Linked DNA regions of Pan troglodytes: region 1 is linked to region 2. A link is a contact called in public capture Hi-C data. All regions are on one chromosome and are shown on one strand. The core of a region is the stretch at or near the end of the contact, and the rest is flanking DNA. Distances in the headings are between cores, read along the strand shown. Region 1 overlaps SLC9A8 (solute carrier family 9 member A8). Region 2 has its middle 49 kb from the start of PTGIS.

Region 1 (5,370 bases), core at 80-2,579, 280 kb after region 2:
CTTCTCCAGCATCCTGTGCAGTGGATGCAGCTGTGTCCCTGACAGCTGAGGAGATGGAGGCCCAAGGGGGTGCAGTAACCCCGCAAGGTCACAGCCAATATGGGCATAACTGGGAGCAGAGCTAAGTGTGTCTGACTCCAGAGACCACATGTTCAGCCTCAAGCCATGCTCCCTCCTCCTTTCTGAATGACACCTCCTGTGACCTCCACCCCCACGAAGAACAATCCCAGCTCAGTTTGTTCAATTGAAACTGAAGTTGCCTGTGGCCATCACCCTGCCTCCCACCTCCTCCCTAGACACCCCACACAAAACACCCAGCAGCCTCCCCTCCCTTCCATGGCCCTGCCCCTGACGCCCTGACGGCTTGGTTGTGTCTCTCGACCCAGGACCTGCACCACGGGCGCATCCAGATGAAAACTCTCACCAACAAGTGGTACGAGGAGGTACGCCAGGGCCCCTCCGGCTCCGAGGACGACGAGCAGGAGCTGCTCTGACGCCAGGTGCCAAGGCTTCAGGCAGGCAGGCCCAGGATGGGCGTTTGCTGCGCACAGACACTCAGCAAGGGCCTCACAGAGATGCGTGCATCCAGCAGCCCCTTCAAGACATAAGAGGGCGGGGCGAGGTACTGGCTGCAGAGTCGCCTTAGTCCAGAACCTGACAGGCCTCTGGAGCCAGGCAACTTCTTGGGAAACTGTCATCTCCCGACTCCTCCCTGAGCCAGCCTCCGCTCAGTGTGGCTCCTCAGCCCACAGAGGGGAGGGAGCATGGGGCCAGGTGCCAGTCATCTGTGAAGCTGGGGCACCTACCCCCCCACCCGGAGGACCCCTGCGGCCCCCTGCCTAGAGGAGCACCATCTACAGTTGTGCCATTCCCCAGCCACTGCCTTCATGCTGCCCCCGCCGGACTGGCAGAGCCAGGGGTCAGCCACCTGCCTTTGAGTCATCAAGATGCCTCTGCAGCCACAATTCTGACCTAAGTGGCAGGGCCCAGAAATCCTGAAAACCTCCCGCTGCCTTTTGTGATACTTCCTGTGCTCCCTCAGAGAGAAACGGAGTGACCTTTTGTCCTTTACCTGATTGGCACTTCGCAGTCTGTCTCCCTGGGTAGCAGACGGCGGCTGCCCTTCTCTGGGCATGTTCTGAATGTTTACACTGGTACCTTCTGGTATCTTCTTTAGAGCCCCCTGCAAGCTGCAACTCTAGGCTTTTATCTTGCGGGGTCAGAGCGCCCTCTAGAGGGAAAAGCTAGAGGCACAGGGTTTCTGCCGGCCCACAACTGCTGTCTTGATTTGCATTTTACAGCAAAGTGCTGAGAGTCTCCAGTCGCCTCCTGCCATCTGATCTCCCTCCCCACCATTCCCGTACTCGGTTGTTCTTTTGTCTAATCGGAGGCCACTGTGCTGAGGCCCTGCAGTGTCGGCTCACTGCTGCCATCTTCGCTGCTAATCAGGGTTCCATCCTCTTTCCCCTCTCCCAGTTCCCTACCACGTTGGATCCCATTCGTCACCCATGCTAGGGTCCCCAAAGCACTGGGGCAGGGGCCAGAGCAGCAGCACCCAGTTCTCCCTCCTCTACTCTGACCTGGGGCCCCAGCATCCTGGAGCACACGCTCCACGCACACACACCCCAGCCCTGTCCCAGGGGCCTGGCCCCCTCAGCCATCTCAGGGTGAGGAGCTGCCAGTCATGTCCAGATGGAATGACTCCCATCCTCTCCTCATCTCCCCTTTGACGAGCCTCAAACTGCTCAGCTCATCAAAGAGCCATTGCCAACTTCCGTATGTGGTTCTGGGTCCCAGGGAGCCTTGGAACCTGGCACCCTGGGGTGGTTTAATTCATCATTAAGAAGCATTCCTGCTTCTCAAGGGACACAGTGGCCTGCATGGGCCAGCGTGGACCCTGGGCTGATCATGTGCATTCCTGCTTCTCTGGGGACACAGTGGGCCCACATGGGCCAGCATGGACCCTGGGCTAGAGCAAACACATCTCCATCTCTTCCACCTCAGGCAGTGTGGCTCCAGATGTCAGGAGGGACTGACCTCAGGACCTTCCAGGTTCCTCTGTGCCAGGAATGAGAGGCCAGGCCCGATCCTACCACCTCGCCTTGACCCTGAAGTCAGAGCAGGCCAGCCGAGCAGGAAGCACACTGTTTACTTTTTGCATGAAAAGTAAATGTGTACTTGATAGAGCTAAAATATGATTTTTTTTAATTCCTCAACCCCATAATTTGAGCCATTGCCTTGCTTAATTTTGGTCTCCACCATTTCCTTTTAGTGGAGAAGAGAGGAAGTCAGAGGGTGGGGACCTTTGCCTGCCCCTGGGCGAGTGGGGGCAGGGATCTGAGACCAGATTGTTCTCGCGCCCCTGCCAGAACTCACTCTCCCCTGAAGTTTAGGGTCCCATCTCCCAGATATAAGTTGTTTTGCAAACTCAGTTTGCCAGGATTTCTTTCTTTCCTAATCTTAAATTCACAGATAAAGCAATGAAAAGAGTCAGATCCCATTTCCGTCTGCCCCCTCGTCACCAGGTGTGATAGCCCTTAGCCACGTCACACCTGGCCTCACACTTTCAGCTGAGACTTGAAAACGATGCTGTGGCGGAAGAGCATGTGGGGCTTGGTGGAGGGGCCCCAGGATTTGTTGGGGGCAAAGGGGGTGGCGGGACCGTTCCCAGGAGGTACCAGCACCTGCCTCGATCTCCTCTGAGCCTCTTCTGCCCCCTGTCGGCCAGGTGAGGTCAGCAGCCTGGGAGAGTGCCCCCAAGAGATGAGGGCACCCCGTGTTCCTTGGCAATCTTGGCTCACCTTGGTAACAAAAGGCCATAGAAGTCTGTTTTTCTGGGTCAATTTTTTTTGCCTGAGAATAACAAATTGCTGCTGTCTACCTTTAGCACACCCAATAATTCTATTTGGGGCAGTGAATGCATAGAAGATATAAAAATACGCAGCTTAACTATATCTTCCTGCGTGTGTATTTATTTTCTTCTGGGTCTAGGCCATGGTACAGGAGAACTGTGGTGTGTAGGAGGAATACTTCAGGATGAGTGAAGGCTGGAGCCAGGGAGCGCTGGAGGAAACCAGCCCTTTAGCCAGCAGCCCCTCCACCACAGGCGCTGCTGTGTAGAACGAGTTCTTGGAATGAATCCCATGCTTTCTGCAGCCTGTAGTTGTTATGACCCCTCGGAACAACCACCCCCTGTGGCTTGTGTGAGGTCTCGCAGGGAAAAGGGCTGGCTTCTAGGTCCCCGAGGTAAGTGTGCAGGGGGATGGGCCAGGGCCAGGCTAAGGGTGGCTCAGTTCCATCATCTGCAGGTCAGACACACTGTCCAGAGGCAGAACTGAAGCCCTCTCGGCCCCTACCCTAAGCCAGCCACCCCTCTTCACAGTGGGTGAGCTGGGCCGGGCTGGCTGGCATGAGGCCAAGGGGCAGGCCTGAGCGCCAGAGTCGCCCAGGTTAGCCCACAGGATTCCTTTGTGTGCCATGGAATGCTGAAAGATGGGTGACTGGGGACCCTTCTTAAAACCTTTGGCAAAGGTGCCATCGGCAAGGCTTGGCCTCATGAAGTCTCAGGTCCCTGTTCCCGCAGGGCGCACATGCTTGGAGAGTCCTCAGCAGGGTAGCCGAGGCCAGGCCACTTCTGCTGAGGATGGGGCAGGCTGGGGTGTGGGTGTGGCCTGGGGTGGCTCAGGGCTGGAACTGCTGCCTGATTCCTGTGTGGGGAGAAGCTCAGTGGCCGTTTGCTGCCACTGACAAGGATTTCACATGCAGAAGAGAAAAGGCCCCCCTCCACCCCCCGCATTCCCTGCCGAGTGAGTGCCAGTGTTTGCTGCCCTTGCTGGGGGCGGGTAGGAAACCCTGAGCTTCCTGATGCGGAGTCATGAAGCAGAGTCCTCGGGAAGGCATCTCCACAGCCCCGGGTCCTCTGTCTAACGCCCTCCGTTTCACGCCCTCCATCTCACAGTCAAGATAAAGGCCTCGAGAATAAAGAGCCAGCCCCCTTCCATTTAGTCTCCTGCCATTTCCCAAACAGTTGTCCAACAGTTAGACATTGAGGGGCTTCACTGTTATCAGGCATGTAACAGAAGGAGAAAGACTAACACACACCCCCTGCCCCATCCCATCCCCCTCTCCCGAGCTATTTTCTTGCTGTGGCCTCTGGTGCCCTTGAGTTGGTCTCCCCGGCTGCTCTGCGGGGGCTTCACTGGCTTCGGAGTGAGCGCGAAATGCTGGTGAGCAGTGGGCCTGTGATTGGATGGGAAGATGTGCATCCGTGGTCAAAAGTCAGCTGCCAGCCCTGCGGAGCCAGAGCCTCAGGCTGGGATGGGGAGGCCTCCCTGCTTCCACCTGCATGGTGGGCATGGCCTGGCTTACACCAAAGGCTTTGACGGTTTCTCCAAGTAGGGATCTGCAAATCTTGAATTGTCCTCAAAATGACGAAGCTTGAATTGTCCTCAAGATGGATGTGAATCTTACATTCCTTTTCATCATTTCCTTTGTAAAAATGACGAGTGCTGGGTTTTTGTTTTAAGAAGCATTATGAAGGCCAGACTTACTCATTTTTCTCCCCCAAGTGAGCTGCAAGAGGCCCGTTAGGCCCCTGTTTCCTGAGCAGTGATGTGCTGCTCTTCTTGGTGGGGCTTTGGGCTGGGAGGGGAAGGCGGGTCAGAGATGGGGGACCTGTGGCTGCCATGCAGGAGCCCCTGCGTCATCTCGTTGGACTCTTTAAGGGAGTCAGGAATAGATGTATGAACAGTCGTGCCACTGGATGCCTATTTAGAAATAAAGTGTATGCTGCTGAATTGGAGCCAGTGTCTGTGTTCATGTTCAGGTGGCTTTGCAGATGCGCAGGTCACACCTCCTAGACTGGGCTCTGTGGCACACAGCTACCCAGCCCCTGGGCCGGTGGCAGCCATGTCACCAGGAAGTACAGTGCTTAGGAGCAGGGCTGGGTCAGGCTGGCCTGCGTCTGGTTCCCACCTTTGGCCCTCAGTGAGGAGCATGTGAGGCTCAGCCCCTAGCCAGGCTCAGCTTCTCCTCACGATGCTGGGAGCCCTTCCTCCCTGGGTTCGCTGGCTGTTTGCCCAGGCTGCAGGGCCGCCTGACCTCCTGCTCGGGGCTTACAGATCAGTCCCCCACAGGCCTTTGCCTGATGGTGGAATGGGGAAATTCTGTCATTGAACCTGCCCTGCCGCAGGAGCGGGGGCATCCATAGCCTCTGATCAGAAGTGGTGGCATGTGGGGCAAGAAGGGTCGTGAGTTCATCTATACCCCCATGTACTTCCAAAGGCATCCAAGCTGCTGAAGGTAACAGGCACGAACTAAAAATGCATGTGATGTAAAATGAAACCAGTCAGGAGAAGCTGTCCTGGCCCC
Region 2 (5,065 bases), core at 1,267-3,766:
GTGACCTCTCCTGGACTCAGCTATCACCTCTGCAGAAAGGGGGCAGTAACAGGACCTGCCGCACATCTGCTGTCATGAAGACCACATGAGCTAATATATGTGGGAAGCCCTTAGCACAGCGCCTGGGACAGCGCTCGATGCAAGGCAGAAGAAAGGCGTGTCCTGGTGTGACAGGGCCCTTCCGACCAGGGCTGGTACTAAGGTGAGAAAAGCGAGGTGCCTACCGTGCAAAATGTAAGGCAGCGTTCACTCTCAGAGCAGTGCACCTGCCGCTGGGTCCTCGGAGCCACAGAGCAGTCCCGCTCGCCCCCTGCTGGTCACTCTGCAGAATGACGTCCCTTCCCTCTGCTCTCAGGGGTCCCTGAGCCTCGGTTTCTTCACCTGTAAGGTGGGATAGGAGAATCTGCCTCTCAGTTTGCAGGGCAAACAGGAGGCACTCCTCCAACATCAGTGTCCTCCTCTCAATGCCAGCACTTAATGAGCACCTACTATGTGCAAAGAAAGATGACTGAGACATGATCCCTACCCTTCAGGGGTTTAGCGAGTGGAGAGGGGAGGAGGAAGGCTGGGAACAGTGACTAAAGTAAGACACTTGTCCCTATGCAGCACCTACTGCTTACCCCAGAGCAGTCAGAACCACTGCCCTGGCACCTGTTCATCTGCATTTGTTTACTAAGCACCTACTGTGTGCCTGAGCCCAGGCTCAGCTGTGGATTTACATGGATTAAGGGGTTTAATGCTGTCAGAACACAAGGTGGGTGTTCTTTTTATTCCTGTTGGGAAGGTGAGGCCCAGAGAGGTCATCTAGCCCATCCAAGCTTGCACAGCTTGTAGGTGGTGGAAGTGGAACCAGAACCCCCAAAGTTCTAATGTGAGGCTGGGATTTGTGCTCTTAAACCGCTATGCGGCTATTGGCAGATCCATCCATCCACCCATCCATCCACCTACCCATCCATCTATCCAACCATCCATCCATCTATCCATCCATCCCCATCCGTCCATCCACCCACCCATGCATTCATTCAACAAATATTCATTGAGCACCTACTGAGTGCCAGACACAGTGCTGAGTGCTGGAGAGATGCCAGTGACCAGAAAGACACAGCCCGTCCCTGCCCCCAGCAGCTGTTCACAAAGAGAGGATGGGCAATAAGCAAGACAAATAAGTAAAATATATGGCACTTGGTGATTCTTGCTGTATATAAAAATAGAGTAAAAGCTGTGCACGGTGGCTCACACCTGTAATCCCAGCACTTTGGGAGGCTGAGGCGGGAGGATCACCTGATCCCAGGAGTTTGGAACCAGCCTGGGCAACATAGCATAGTACAGACCCTGTCTCTACTAAAAACAAAACACAAAAAATTAGCTGGGCATAGTGGCTCATGCCTGTAGTCCCACCTACTTGGGAGACTGAGGTGGGAGGATTGCCTGAGCCTAGGAGATTGAGGCTGCAGTGAGCCGTGATTGTGTCACTGAACTCCAGTCCAGGTGACACAGTGAGACCCTGTCTCAAAAAGGCTGGGTGTGGTGGCTCACGCCTGTAATCCCAGCACTTTGGGAGGCCGAGGCTGGTGAATCACTTGAGGTCAGGAGTTTGAGACCAGCCTGGCCAGCATGGTGAAACCCTGCCTTTACCAAAAATACAAAAATTAGCTGGGCGTGGTGGCGTGCCTCTCAGGTACTCGGGAGGTTGAGGCACGAGAATCGCTTGAACCTGGGAGGTGGAGGTTGCAGTGAGCCAAGATCGCACCACTGCACTCCAGCCTGGGTGACAGAGCGAGACCCTGTCTTAAAAAAAAAAAAAAAAGGCAGCACAGAAGAGTGAGAGGGTGGGGCTCGAGTGCGTTTCAATTTTAAATGAGGCCTTGAGGGCCATTGAGGGACCTTGGCTCTCATTGTGAGTGAGCTGGGAGCCATGGAGGGTTCTGAGCAGGGGAGGAGACTGGCCTGACTTAGGCCCTTGCAGAATCACTCCACCAGGAGTGTTAGGACCCAGGGTGGAGGCTGCGAGCTCGGGGAGGAGGTGACCGCACACAGGATGGCGGCTGGGCTTGGCGGGGCAGTGGAGTGGGGAGACAGAGTCTGGATGTATCCTGAAGGTGGAACAGACAGGATTAGCTGGTGGATGGGACATGTCGGTGGCAGACAGAGAGGAGTCGGGGATGAATGACTCCCTGAGCCTCTGGGGAGGGTGGAGCTGGCTGCCCTTAAGGCTAAGAAGGCTGTGGGCAGAGCAGGTTTCTGCGGGAGATGAGGAGTGGGTTGCGGATGCATTCACCCTGAGTTGCCTGGCAGTGTGGACGTGGAGTTTGGGTTTACCCTCGTGTTGACTGGTACACGCTGGCGGTGCGGTTATCACGCTGCTGCTGGTGTCACCACGCGGGCGCTGCAGGGACGGACCTTTCCCAACGCCAGGCTCTTCGGGGACTGCTGCAATGCCCCGTGCAGTCGCCAGGGAGCGCCCGAGCCGCACCCAGGACGGGCGGGGACCGGGTCATTCCGCGGGCTACCTGTGCGGGGCAGGACGTTTAGCCGCACCCTTGGCCTCCGCCTACTCGGAGTCTGTTGCATTCCTCCTTCCCCCCGCGCGCCGTGTGACAGCCAAAACTGTCCCCAGACATTGCCAGGCGCCCCCTGGAGGGGAAAATCGCCCCCACGGCAGTCAGAGCCATGGCCTGCGCAGCCACATTCATTTACTGAGCGCCTGCTGTGTGCCTGCGTCTGGGCTCCGCAGGGGCTCACGGGGGTTTCTCCTTTTCATCCAGGTTTCTGTTCAGATGTCACCACTCAGAAAGACCCTGTCCTAGATACGCTCCATTCAATGACCTGAAAGGATCTTGTTGAAATGTTAACTTATTACATTTTTGGGTTTTTGTTGTTGTTGTTGTTGTTGTTTTTGCTTTTGCTTTGAGACAAGGTCTTGCTCTGTCACCCAAGCTGGAGTGCAGTGGCACAATCTAGGCTCACTGCAACCTCAACCTCCTGGGTTCAAGTGATCCTTCCACCTCAGCCTCCAAGTAGCTGGGACCACAGGTGTGCGCTAATTTTTTTTTTTTTTTTTTTTTTTTTTTTTTTTTTTTTTTTTTTTAGTAGAGACAGGGTCTCACTATGTTGCCCAGGCTAGTCTCAAACTTCTGGGTTCAAGTGATCCTTCCGCCTCTGCCTCCCAACGTGCTGGGATTATGCCACTCTGCCTAGCCTTCCTTATTGTCTGTCTCCCCTACCCAGCAGACAAACCCCTGCCTTCTTAGAGCACACCTTCCAGTGAGCCAGATGGTCACCTCTTTGAAGTGGTGGCATTTGAGTTGTGCCTTGAAGGATAGAAGCTGCCGATCATGGCGGAATTTGAAGAAAGGTCTTTCCTGGCAGAGGGAAAAGTCAGGGCGAAGGCCTAGGGGCTGCTCAAGTCCCTGCCTTAAGGCATTTAGAGCGTCCTGCCCAGTGGGTGATGGGTCCCCAGGCTACACACAGCTGCTGGCCGAGCGCCTCAAGTCATCGGGAAGCCATGTGGTGTGGACAAGGGCCAGGCAGCCTGGACACACAAAGGCCCATTGACAGCTGCATGGGAAAAGTCCAGGGCACCCAAGCCGGAAGCCCAAAGCTGCTCCCTCTTGTCAACTCCCAAGGAGCTTTGGGTGGGGACAATAGAAAAGCCAGACCTTCTCAGGAGACTCAAGTTTCCCTGGGGTGGGGCAAAAATGCAGGTGGCCTGGTCACTGGGACACGCAGGGCAGCTGTGTGAGGCTTTTGCAGTCCCCCAGCCCTGGTTCTAAGTCTAGCCCTGCCCCCTGCTAGCAGAGTGACCTTGGTCGTGTCATGCTCCCTCTCAGACCCTAAGTTCCCTCATCTCTAACACAGGGTGAAAGCTGGGTGCAGTGGCTCACACCTGTAATCCCAGCATTTTGGGAGGCCAAAGTGGGTAGATCGTTTGAGTCCAGGAGTTTGAGACCAGCTGAGCAACATGGTGAAACCTCGTCTCTACAAAAAATGCAAAAATTAGCTGGGCATGGTGGCACACGCCTGTAGTCCCAGCTACTCGGGAGGCTGAGGTGGGACAATCACTTGAGCTAGCAAGGTTGAGACTGCAGTGAGCCAAGATCGCGCAACTGCACTCCAGCCTGGGCAACAGAGCAACACTCAGTCTAAATAAATAAATAAATAAAATGGGGTGAAAAATAGAAGCAACCTTCCAGCAATGGTGTGAGACTGCCTGGGTAGAGTAGTGGGAACCAGGCCTGATTCAGCAGGTGTTTAAGGGCAGGTGGTCAGCTTCAGCAGTCAGCTATAGTGGCTGGCTGGAGTGGCCATCTGTGGCGGTCAGTAGTGGTGGTCGGTCATAGTAGTCAACTTTTGTGGTCGGCTATCATGACACTAAGCATGAGGACTGTCAGGTGAGCAGGGCTGGGGTGTTTGGTCAGACAGACCTGGGTTCCACAGGTCTCCTGCTTTCCAGTGTGGGGCAGATATGATCTCCTTTTTCCAAGCCTCTGTTCCTCCATCTGTAAGATGGGGATAATGAGAGCCCTATACAGGGCAATGACTGTGAAGCACCCAGCACAGAGGGCCCAGCACTGGGATTATAGAATGTTCCAGGGCTTTGGAGGGCAGCCTCAGAAGAGCAGGCCAAGGAAAGCGCAGGCCTCCCGACTGAAGGAGGTCTGCAGAGCCAGCAGGTGAGGAGTGGCTATAAACGAACAGGAGCTGGGCCTCCCTCCGCGGGCAGGGGGGACGCGTGAGGGCATGTTCCCAGCCTGATAGCAGGAAGCATTTCTGGAAAGGCCCAGCTGAATAGTGAAGATAGCAGAGCAGGAATGTGAAGAACGCAGACCTGGGATCAGCTTGCTGGGCTCAAGTCCCCTGTACTAGCTTTGTGTCCTTGGGCAAGTTACTTAACCTCTCTGTGCCTTGGTTTCCTCATCTGTGAAACAGGGATAAGATCAACCTAACTAGGCTATGGGGTTGATGTGAGGTCCTGATGAGAGACTATTTCTACAAAGAATGACAGATAGGCTGAGGGCCTTAAACGACGACGCAGGCCAGGCATGGTGGTGTGTGCCTATAGTCC

Evidence for each region. Capture Hi-C pulls out chosen DNA fragments and counts their contacts.
Region 1: a contact with region 2 is called in a capture Hi-C map of stem cell-derived neural stem cells, with 4 times the contacts expected there. The contact joins two enhancer-like sites. A contact is called at or near these places in 3 of 7 Hi-C or Micro-C datasets (induced pluripotent stem cells and stem cell-derived neural progenitor cells) and 1 of 1 other capture datasets (stem cell-derived neural stem cells).

Annotation. Positions count from the first base shown.
Region 1 is chr21:56,174,437-56,179,806 of NHGRI_mPanTro3-v2.0_pri, forward strand. It overlaps SLC9A8 (solute carrier family 9 member A8), which reads left to right. Exons shown (of 16, transcript XM_514716.8): 16 at 387-4,801. The coding sequence ends at 494. Among named protein-coding and RNA genes, the nearest start is that of SPATA2, 26 kb to the right of the region's middle. Within about 2 kb of position 1,330, at least 11 of the 24 cell types and tissues checked have an H3K27ac peak or open chromatin away from gene starts, as enhancers often do. A contact at or near this core is called in stem cell-derived neural stem cells, where this site is marked.
Region 2 is chr21:55,890,050-55,895,114 of NHGRI_mPanTro3-v2.0_pri, forward strand. No RefSeq gene overlaps it. Among named protein-coding and RNA genes, the nearest start is that of PTGIS, 49 kb to the left of the region's middle. Within about 2 kb of position 2,517, at least 14 of the 24 cell types and tissues checked have an H3K27ac peak or open chromatin away from gene starts, as enhancers often do. A contact at or near this core is called in stem cell-derived neural stem cells, where this site is marked.